3 separate regions of the Mus musculus genome follow, and all the other regions are linked to region 1. A link is a contact called in public Hi-C data. All regions are on one chromosome and are shown on one strand. The core of a region is the stretch at or near the end of the contact, and the rest is flanking DNA. Distances in the headings are between cores, read along the strand shown. Region 1 holds the start of Ren1 (renin 1 structural). Region 2 holds the start of Ptpn7 (protein tyrosine phosphatase, non-receptor type 7). Region 3 holds the start of Rabif (RAB interacting factor).

Region 1 (2,959 bases), core at 317-2,816:
AGGACTGCCCTTGGGGTCCATTCAGCTGTTTCATGGGGGCCAAGAGAGGGGAGAGAGGGGTCCAACCTCAATGTCACACAGCAAGTTCTCAGTAGAACCTAGGGCTTTCCTGTGCTCATCGCCAGTCTCTAGTTCTTCTTGCATTTGATAAGTAGCAAACTCCATTGTGGCCAAGAGGCATGGACACAGACATCACTTGGCTGCAAAGGGATGGAGGCGATACCCTGGAGGCCACACCTCTCAGCCACAGCAGAAGACCGTCCATGATGTCAGGGTCTCCCTTGTAGAATTGATGGGCCATTTGAAGTGGTCCCTGAGAAATAATCAGGAAGAAGGGTAGAGTGGGTACCTTAGGGAGAGTAAATACTGCCAGCCAGGGTCAGGTCACTTCGACAGCTCTGCCAGGCTTCTGAGAGGGTACAGGGAAGAAGGAAGGGGGCAAAAGGATAGGTCTAAGGGAGTGAAGGGCCAGTAGGAGGGGGTCAGCTGGAAGCCAGCTGCGCTTGAGACCTCCTTTCTTTTAGAGCTACCCTTCTGTCCACTATCACTAACCCCAGGAGGGGACACCCCACCCCTCTCCCTGATGCCAGAGGTTAGATGACAGGTTACTTTTCCAACTAGGCAGCAGCCAAAAGGAATCACCCATGATCAAGATGGAAGACTAGGGCAGAGCCTAGGAGGAGCCAGCCAGGGGTGATTTGAAGGTTAATATAGAAGATGCAGGCTCAGGGGCATGAGTGGTAGGGTCTGAGTTAGAGGTTTGAAGCCAGGGTCTATGCTGTCTGTACCCTGACCTCATGCTTGAACAGCACAGTTCCTCATTAGACTCTGTCTAAGCTAGAGGTTGCGGGGCCAGGCCAAACAGGGACTCTAGAGTCATTGGGCTCAGCCACCCTTCCCACACCCCCATGCCTGCCACCACTCTGCTCTGTGACCAGGTCCTGCTTATCCTATACCTACCTAGCTTGGTCTCACAGGCTAAGATTTATCAGAGCTGCCCTGCCATGGGCCTTGTTGGGCACCTGGCGTGGGGAAATAAAGGAGGTGGGCGAGACTCACCAGAGCTCAGAGAGACTGGGCGGGCAGACAGCAGGGGAAGGCACTGGGTGGTCTGGCAGCTGGAAATGCTGGGAGGCCTTCTTGGGGGAGATTAGATAAAGCTCTTCAGGGGAAGGCCTATTCCATGACTCCAGCATGGTGAGTCTAGATGAAAGGAGGTAGTCTATGGTTTTAGAGCTTTATTGTAGAAGAGAGAGAGAGAAGGTAGAGAAGTAGAAGCCAGTCATTGCCATGAAGAAGGAAGGGGGAGAAGGAGAGCGAAAGGTAAGAGTAAGAAAACAAGAGCTTTAGGAGAGAGACAAGAGAGAGAGGAGGAGGCAAGCAGCCAGGTAACTCTGGGGGTGGAGTCTGGACAGCCTACATGACTGATGGCCACAGAATTATGGAGCTGGGTCCTTGGCCAGAAAACAGGCTGCCTTTCATGGTCCCACAGGCCCTGGGGTAATAAATCAAAGCAGAGCCTGTGATACATGGTGTGTATAAAAGAAGGCTCAGGGGGTCTGGGCTACACAGCTCTTAGAAAGCCTTGGCTGAACCAGATGGACAGAAGGAGGATGCCTCTCTGGGCACTCTTGTTGCTCTGGAGTCCTTGCACCTTCAGTCTCCCAACACGCACCGCTACCTTTGAACGGTAACTTGGGCAGAGAAGGGGTGGCAGGGTACAGGAACTGGCATCTTACTAACGCCCTCAGCTGTCTATACGTTGGATCATCCAGTCCTTTTGGCCAGCCAGTCAGGGATGTATGATCCTGCTCTGACAATCCTAGGGACTAGCCGAAAGCCCTAGTGGACGGCCATAATTAAGGGGTACCACAACTCCCCCTTCTACTACTTTTTTAAAAGGGAGGGGTCACTGGAGTGATTGTGTCATTTGTGGTAAAAATTTTGGGTGGAGTGGAAGTATCAGAAGAAACATGTAGGCCAAAGGAGTAACATGACTATCAGTTAATTAATCTAGATAGACATTAAGTTTTCCTTGCGATCATGTAACTTCCCCCAAGTTCAGCAGCCCTTTGGCTTTGGCGAGAGAGTTCATCTGTAGCTGGAAGACCTCAAGTCTGTCCTCTGTGGGGTTCAGCTCGTGTCTCTGGATCTCAGCGTGTGTCTCGGGAGTCTTCCGTCAGATGAGGTGTCTGGAGGAAGGCAGCTTTGTGGTCTGCAGGTCTCAGGAGACAGCGCTGTCTCTACTGGATCTGTGGCTGCAGGCACTGTCCTTTTCTTTTGTGGGGATAAACCTGTGGGGTAATCACAGCAGAGGAGCAGAACCCTAGCAGCAGGATGTCTGCATAGGGTGGATGGGGAACGTTAAGCCTGCAATGGTTTGCTTGGGAGCACATCCTGGCCCGTTGTTAGGATCCTAGAAAAGCAAGGGTGTTTGAGGAATGTAGTCCTGGAAGGCATCCTTTAAGTCTGCTTTGGGTGGCTAAGGAGGAAAATATCATGTTAATTGTGTATCTGGGATAGGCAGTAACAGATTGTCTGCAAAAGGAAGCTGGTTGTCAGTTAAGGATTGGATGACGGTAATCAGCATGGTTAATTTGACCCGGGGAAGCACATTAGATGGCTTTTGGCCCTTAAAGGAAATCATGAATGCTACGGAGAAAAATAAACATTAAAATAAAGAAGCAAGAAAATTTTGGGTTGAAAAGCTTCACTAGCAACAGATGAGGGTAAGCAGCAAGCTAATCTCACCAATCCTCAGTCCGCCATTCAAAAACAGGATGAAAGCAGAGCCTGCTTCACCGGCTGCTTTGAAGATTTGATGAGAGGATACGCATAGCACTTCCGATGCCAGGCGGGGAACGGTGTAAGAAGCCATGGTTACAGCATGGATTACCACAGAGTGTAGGAAAGGGAAGGCTCCTGGCAGCCCCACGAGGGAGGATGAAACAGCCATTTA
Region 2 (2,959 bases), core at 234-2,733, 1.8 Mb after region 1:
CCCCTGTGGTATCCTCACTTCCTTTTCTTGATCCTAATCAACAGCTGGCCCCAGGGCGGGTGGCTCTCTTTCCACTCTGCTCCCACTCCCTCCACTATCTGCCAGGGCAGACGCTCCTGTGGGGAGGTCCAGGCAGAGCCCAGTCTCCCTGTCCCTGTGCTCGGGTGTGCAGGGATTCCCAGGCTCCTGCTGCTGTCATCTCATCCTGGCATCAGGGCCAACCACTTCCCAACTCCACTGAGCTTCCCCCTCAGGAAATCCCACCTAGTCCTCTCAGGAGAGCAGGCACAGAGAAAAGGGAGCCAGAACCAACCAACCAGCCATGGAGAGGCTGGGAGAACCACCCTCTGACTTACAGCCAAGAACAAAGACAGGTGCCCCAAGCCCTAGGACTTCAAAGGCTCTTCCTGGTCCTCCCCTCCTCCCCGTGGGCCAGAGAAGGGCAGCCCCTCCCCCCCCCTCAGGTGCCATCCCTGTGCTTACTGCACAGCAGCTCTTTTTCGGTGTCACCCGTTTGACAGTTGAATCGGAGAAGTGGGAGGAAGAGAGAGAGGATGTGGAATTCAAGCAGTGGGGCCCAGGAACGCTTTGGGGAACATTACAGAGTGAAGGAGTCTTGCAAGCAAGCATGAACCACGAACCAGTTGGGCTGAGGGCCAGCGAATGGCCTAGCAAAGCCAGGCGGGGGTAGGGGGTGTGTGGAGTTCTAGACTTGGGGACTGCTCCCTTTCCACACCCCAAGCATCCAAGTGGCCCCCTGGTGAAGAGGACCTGGGAAGTCTCTGATGTGAGGGTCACAGCCTTCACCTATCTGTAAGTCTTCAGAGGAGATACAGGGTTCTAAGACACTCCCAGAGGGGTAGTCTGAGGGGCTGCTATGGAAGCCACCCCAGAGTCCTCTCCAGTTAAGCTCTGATACTTGTTCTCTGGTGACAAGCCTATGTCTGCAGGCTGAGGGGCCAGGGAGTTGGAAAGAAGCTTTCCTGCCTAGCCCTGGCCTCTCCTTCCTGTACAGAGCAAGGACTCCTGCCTCCTCTTCCCTGCCACCCCCTATGGCACCTCTGTGACACATCTGCTCTGTTTGGGGGTCTGGGTTTGGCCCTGAATTCCCAGGCTTTGAAGCAACAAAGCTTACAGGGGCAGAAGCTGAGAAGTGGAAATAAGTCTCTAGCCAAGGTCACAACCAGAAGAGCAGCAGAAGGTTCCCCATGGCTATCAAGGAAGAGGTGGGGGTGGGGGACAGCACTTGATGAGGACCCAGAGGAGGAGGCCCGAGGTGGTCAGGGAAGGCCTCATCTCTCGCCGCTTCCCAGAGCCTTGGCATCCAGTGAGGGTGGCGGGACAGCAGCCGCTTGCTCTTAGAGGGCACAGGAAGGATGCACCCGACCCCTGGTGGCAGCTTGTGGCAGGCACAGAAGGGCAGCCCGCAGTTGGGTGTGCGTGGGTGGAAGCCAGGAGGGGCGGAGGGAGGAAGCTGGCTTCCTGAAACCTCTCAGTCCTCAAAGATAGACGGACTGACAGACAGCTGGCAAGAGGCAGCCTGGGGGACATAGCTTCTTCAGTAAGTACTTGAAGTGAGTACAGACATCCTATGGCCCTGGGGTGGGATGGGGGGCTCCAAGGATGGGTTGAAGAAGCATTGAGTTTGGGGCTCCCATGCCTGGCCAGGGCATGAGAAGTGACATATCTGGTGTCCCTGTGACTGGAGGGCTAAGAAGCCACACAGAGTGCCAGGAGAGGAGAGGCTAAAGGCCCCTTCCTGTTGTGGGCAAGTACTGTCCCAGCCACACCTGCATGGGCCCACACTGCTCCCAAAGCTCTGTCCCCATGGGTTAGCGACTCTAACCCCACCACCACGTCACCCATGCCTTAGCTCTGAGAGACAGGGGCTGCCCCCAAAAGGTGATGCCCTCATCACCTCTATGCCCCCTCTCTCTTGTACCCCCAGCTGTAGCCTCACCATGCGCTGGCGCTCTAGGGTTTGATGAGGCCATTTCCTGTGACGGTTGCAGAGGCGGGAGACTGGGGGATGGGAAGGAGGAGGGAGGAAACACCCCTGGGCTACCGCCCTAGACAGAGACCCCAGGAGCCACAACTGATCTTGGAGTGGAACTGCCGACAATGAGAAGACCCTTCTAGAAGTTGGAGCGTGCCTGGATCCCTGACTGGATCCAGTGCTTCTCAAGGCCTCCATTTCTCATTATAGAGAAGCCTGCTAGCTGGCTAGACTCAGAGAGCTGTATGCTTTCTCCCTTTCCTTCTGTGTGGTTAGCAGGCTGTTGGCCTCATGCAGACCCCAGCTTAGAGCCCTGTGGACTTGGGTATCCTCTCTCTTCCTCCTTCTGGATTCCTTCCTATCTTCCCCATACCTGTATTCTCTCTAGTACCTTCCTTCTACTCTAACCCCTAACTGTCCTCTATCCTGCATCCCAACAGAGAGCTGTTGGGCCGCTTGCTTGAGGGAATAGCTGGCTGGCCTGGACTAGAAGCCTTCTTCTAGCTAATGAGGCCTTCGCGGGACCTTGTCTTTCAGGCATGCCTCATGGCTGAATGAGCCTCCCTTGGGCCCAGCAACCTACCCCAGCATGGTCCAGGCCTGTGAGGGGCGCTCCAGAGCACAGCTGCCGACCTTGTCTTTGGGGGCAGACATGACTCAGCCTCCACCCACCAAAGCTCCAGCCAAGAAGCATGTGCGGCTGCAGGAGAGGTGAGATCTTTCACAGGGAGGATCTTCCTAGGCCTGGATCACCGTCCCTTCCCTTCCTTCTTTCCTGTCCAGTTCTAACAACTGAATCCACAAGGCCTGGAAAAACCAAACCAAATAATGCTCATTTGAAGGTTGCTCGCCCATTCCTTGTATGGCAGAGGCACCAAGTTTCTCGTCATCCCTGGTCTGTCTGCTCTCTAAGTTTCAAGTTGTGATGAACAGTCTCTGGGACAAAGCTAGGGGCCTCTGTGG
Region 3 (2,959 bases), core at 165-2,664, 1.1 Mb after region 1:
AACATGCATCAGATCCGTGGTGTTGAGGGGGCATATTCTACCATTCCGATCTCATTAGTACAGTCTCTCTCTACGCAGAAATATGCTTTAGTCGCTGGTTTACAAACCATTCTTAAGTTTGATCCCTTTTTTTGTTTGTTTGGTTTTTGTTTTTGTTTTTTTCAAGACAGGGTTTCTCTGTGTAGCCCTGGCTGTCCTGGAACTAACTCTGTAGACCAGGCTGGCCTCGAACTCAGAAATTTGCCTGCCTCTGCCTCCCAAGTGCTGGGATTAAAGGCTGTGCCACCATTGCCCAGCTTTAAATTTGATCCTTTTCTAGTGTACCCTGTGTCTAAAATCTTTCATTCCTGACAACCAAATGGTTAATTAAAATGATACCTACGGGGCCTGGAGAGATGAGTCATGGTTGAGTGCCAGCTGATGACTGTTCTTTCAGAGGATCTGGGCTGGGTTCCTGGCACCCATGTGGAAGGTTACAACAGTCAGTAACTCCAGTTCCAGACATCTTGTGCCCTCTTCTGGTCTCCACAGGCGCAAACACAATGCACTTACATGTAAGCCAAACACTTATAAAAAATATCTTTAAATAAATAAGTGGGTGTGCAGTGGTTGTGCATGCCTTTAATCCCAGCTAAGGTGGCCAGATCTGTCTGAGAACAACCAGGGCTACACAGAGCAACCCTGCCTTGAAAAACAAATACAGAGATAAAAGACCCAACATCCTAGACAGCTGTTTCCTAATCCATTTCTGAAATTGTTCTATTATATTTGAGTCTATGACCTTCTCAGGTTACTATTCTCACATACACAATGTCCATCATCATGTAATGTGGGACTAACAGGGGAGCAAGACTGCATTCTAGAACAGTAAGGTGGCTTAATTCCCTCGTTCTGATGTCCTATACACATTGCAAACCTTAGCCTTCTTCCTGTATTATGCCCGAGGGCATACCCTCTAAGGAAATGACGTTTTCAAAATTACTATAAGCAACGCTTTGCTACCTAATAAATGGCCACTATTAGTCTAGGCTTAATATTATCACACTTTTCGCAACACTAAATGTACTAAGCATTATACATACTTCTTACATAGAAAGCAATTGTTTTGTATCTAAATCTTGCTGAGGTGTGACCTGACCCGAATTATCGCCATCTACTCATGAGGCAAGGGAAATATCCCAAGAGTTAGTGGTAAGGCTAGCCATAGTGATTTGCTTAGGCCAATATTAAGGGCGCCTGGGAGACCAGGTATAGTGAAAAAGGATTGTCACAAGTAACTCCTGACACTTCCGTCCGGCAATAGAGAAAGGCGCCTGCGCAATAGAGTTCAGACGCCTGCGCAGAGGTACAGCGAGAGGCACGGGCGGGGCGCCCCCAGGGACCTGCGCCAGCGTAGTTCCGGGTGAGCCAGCTCAGATCGCGCGTGCGCCGTTGTGGCTGATGGTGTGGCGGCACGGCGATGGAACCCTGCGAGCTGCAGAACGAGCTCGTGTCAGCCGAGGGCCGGAACCGGAAGGCGGTGCTGTGCCAGCGTTGTGGCTCTCGGGTGCTGCAGCCAGGGACTGCTCTTTTCTCTCGCCGGCAGGTAGGAAAGTGCTTGATGCTGCTTAGAGTCGCGCTGTCCTGAGCGACCCAGCGGCTCCGGGTTGCTCCTGGTTCCCAGGTTTCCGGAGACCGCGCCCTTCCTTGCGCGTCTTTGCCCCTCCCCGCGTCGTGAGGCCCCGCCCACTGGCTTGGTTGGGGACTGGGACCCTCGTGTCGAGGCACAGTTGCCTGGTCCCCTAAACTGTTCTCTCTCGCAGAGTACTCCCTCAGAGGGTGTGCCTGTCCTAGGCGGCCCACCCGCCCCCAGGCTTTGGGTATCCTGCGCGAGCTAAGGGACGAACCCTAGCCCCCTGTTTCCTGGAGCTCTGGCTAACCTGCTGTACCCCGCAGGTGTATCTCCAGCCACCACTCGGTGTCGCCCCAGGGCACCTAAGAATCACTGGATTTCCTTCCCACCATAGCTTTTATCCATCTTTCAGTCCCTACTTGTCTCATTTGCTTCTCCCCAGAGGAGCTCCAGGATCAAGTTTGGTGGAGAGAATTCACACCGAGTGACTGCTAGTACCCAACTTTTCTAAGTCCCCCGAGATACAATTCCCAGGACGAGGCATTTCGAATAGATTTCGAAGGTTAACCATTCTTTTCTTGCAGTTAGGACTTTTTCATGTAGGATTTTGTGTGTGTGTGTGTGTGTGTGTGTGTGTGAAAGGTTTATAAAGTTAAATTTTAATTAAAGTGAAAGAGAAAGCACACTCCTGATGATAAGAGGTAATCTGGAATCTGAATCCTAAGGGTCCCCCACCCCCGTGTGTGTGTGTGTGTGTGTGTGTGTGTGTGTGTGTGTGTGTGTGTGTGTATGTGTGTTTAAGTTGTTTGTTTGTTTGACAGGGTCTCCCTATGTAGCCTTGGCTGGCTTGGAACTTGCTCTGTAGACCCAGCTGGCCTCTAACTTAAGAGGTCCACCTGGACTCCCCACTGCTAGGGATTAAAGGTATGAGCCGCGTATGGTAGGGTTTTAAAATAAGTGTCTTAAACCACCATCACCCCAATGAGAAAACTGAAAGAAAAAAAAAGTTTCTGAGCCCTTTTTTTTAAGTGTAACATGCGATCCTATTGGATAGTACAAACTAAATTGCTTTCAGACCCTCATTATAAATGGTTTGTAAGAAGCCACTGTTCTTTCAAGTGGTGGAGAGTCACATACAGCAGTGTCTGCTGCAAGAGCGTGTTCTGATGGCCTTGTCTGTGGAGTGGGTGGAAGTCCGTTTTAATAAGAACTACTCGGACAGGTAGTAGAGTTCTCCACTTATTTTGTAAAGTTAGTGGCCTTGCGGAGGGATGGAGCTGAGCCAGGGAACTGGATCCTGACCTGCGCACTTATTAACACCGGAAGAGCTGTTGAACCTCCATGACC

Evidence for each region. Hi-C and Micro-C count contacts between places; a contact is called where the count stands out from the background.
Region 2: a contact with region 1 is called in a Hi-C map of B cells, with 5 read pairs. The contact joins the promoter of Ptpn7 here to the promoter of Ren1 in region 1.
Region 3: a Hi-C map of B cells shows a contact between it and region 1, with 8 read pairs. The contact joins the promoter of Rabif here to the promoter of Ren1 in region 1. A contact is called at or near these places in 2 of 39 promoter capture datasets (cranial neural crest and maxillary cranial neural crest) and 1 of 484 Hi-C or Micro-C datasets (B cells).

The regions. Positions count from the first base shown.
Region 1 is chr1:133,349,108-133,352,066 of GRCm38.p6, forward strand. It overlaps Ren1 (renin 1 structural), which reads left to right and starts at 1,567. Exons shown (of 9, transcript NM_031192.3): 1 at 1,567-1,690. The coding sequence starts at 1,599. RefSeq lists promoters at 1-1,574, 1,343-1,589, a silencer at 870-1,208 and cis regulatory regions at 958-980, 1,345-1,431, 1,370-1,499, 1,494-1,522.
Region 2 is chr1:135,131,217-135,134,175 of GRCm38.p6, forward strand. It overlaps Ptpn7 (protein tyrosine phosphatase, non-receptor type 7), which reads left to right and starts at 1,484. Exons shown (of 10, transcript NM_177081.4): 1 at 1,484-1,574; 2 at 2,534-2,707. The coding sequence starts at 2,586. It also overlaps the pseudogene Ptprv.
Region 3 is chr1:134,493,225-134,496,183 of GRCm38.p6, forward strand. Rabif (RAB interacting factor) reads left to right here and starts at 1,415. Exons shown (of 2, transcript NM_145510.2): 1 at 1,415-1,585. The coding sequence starts at 1,460.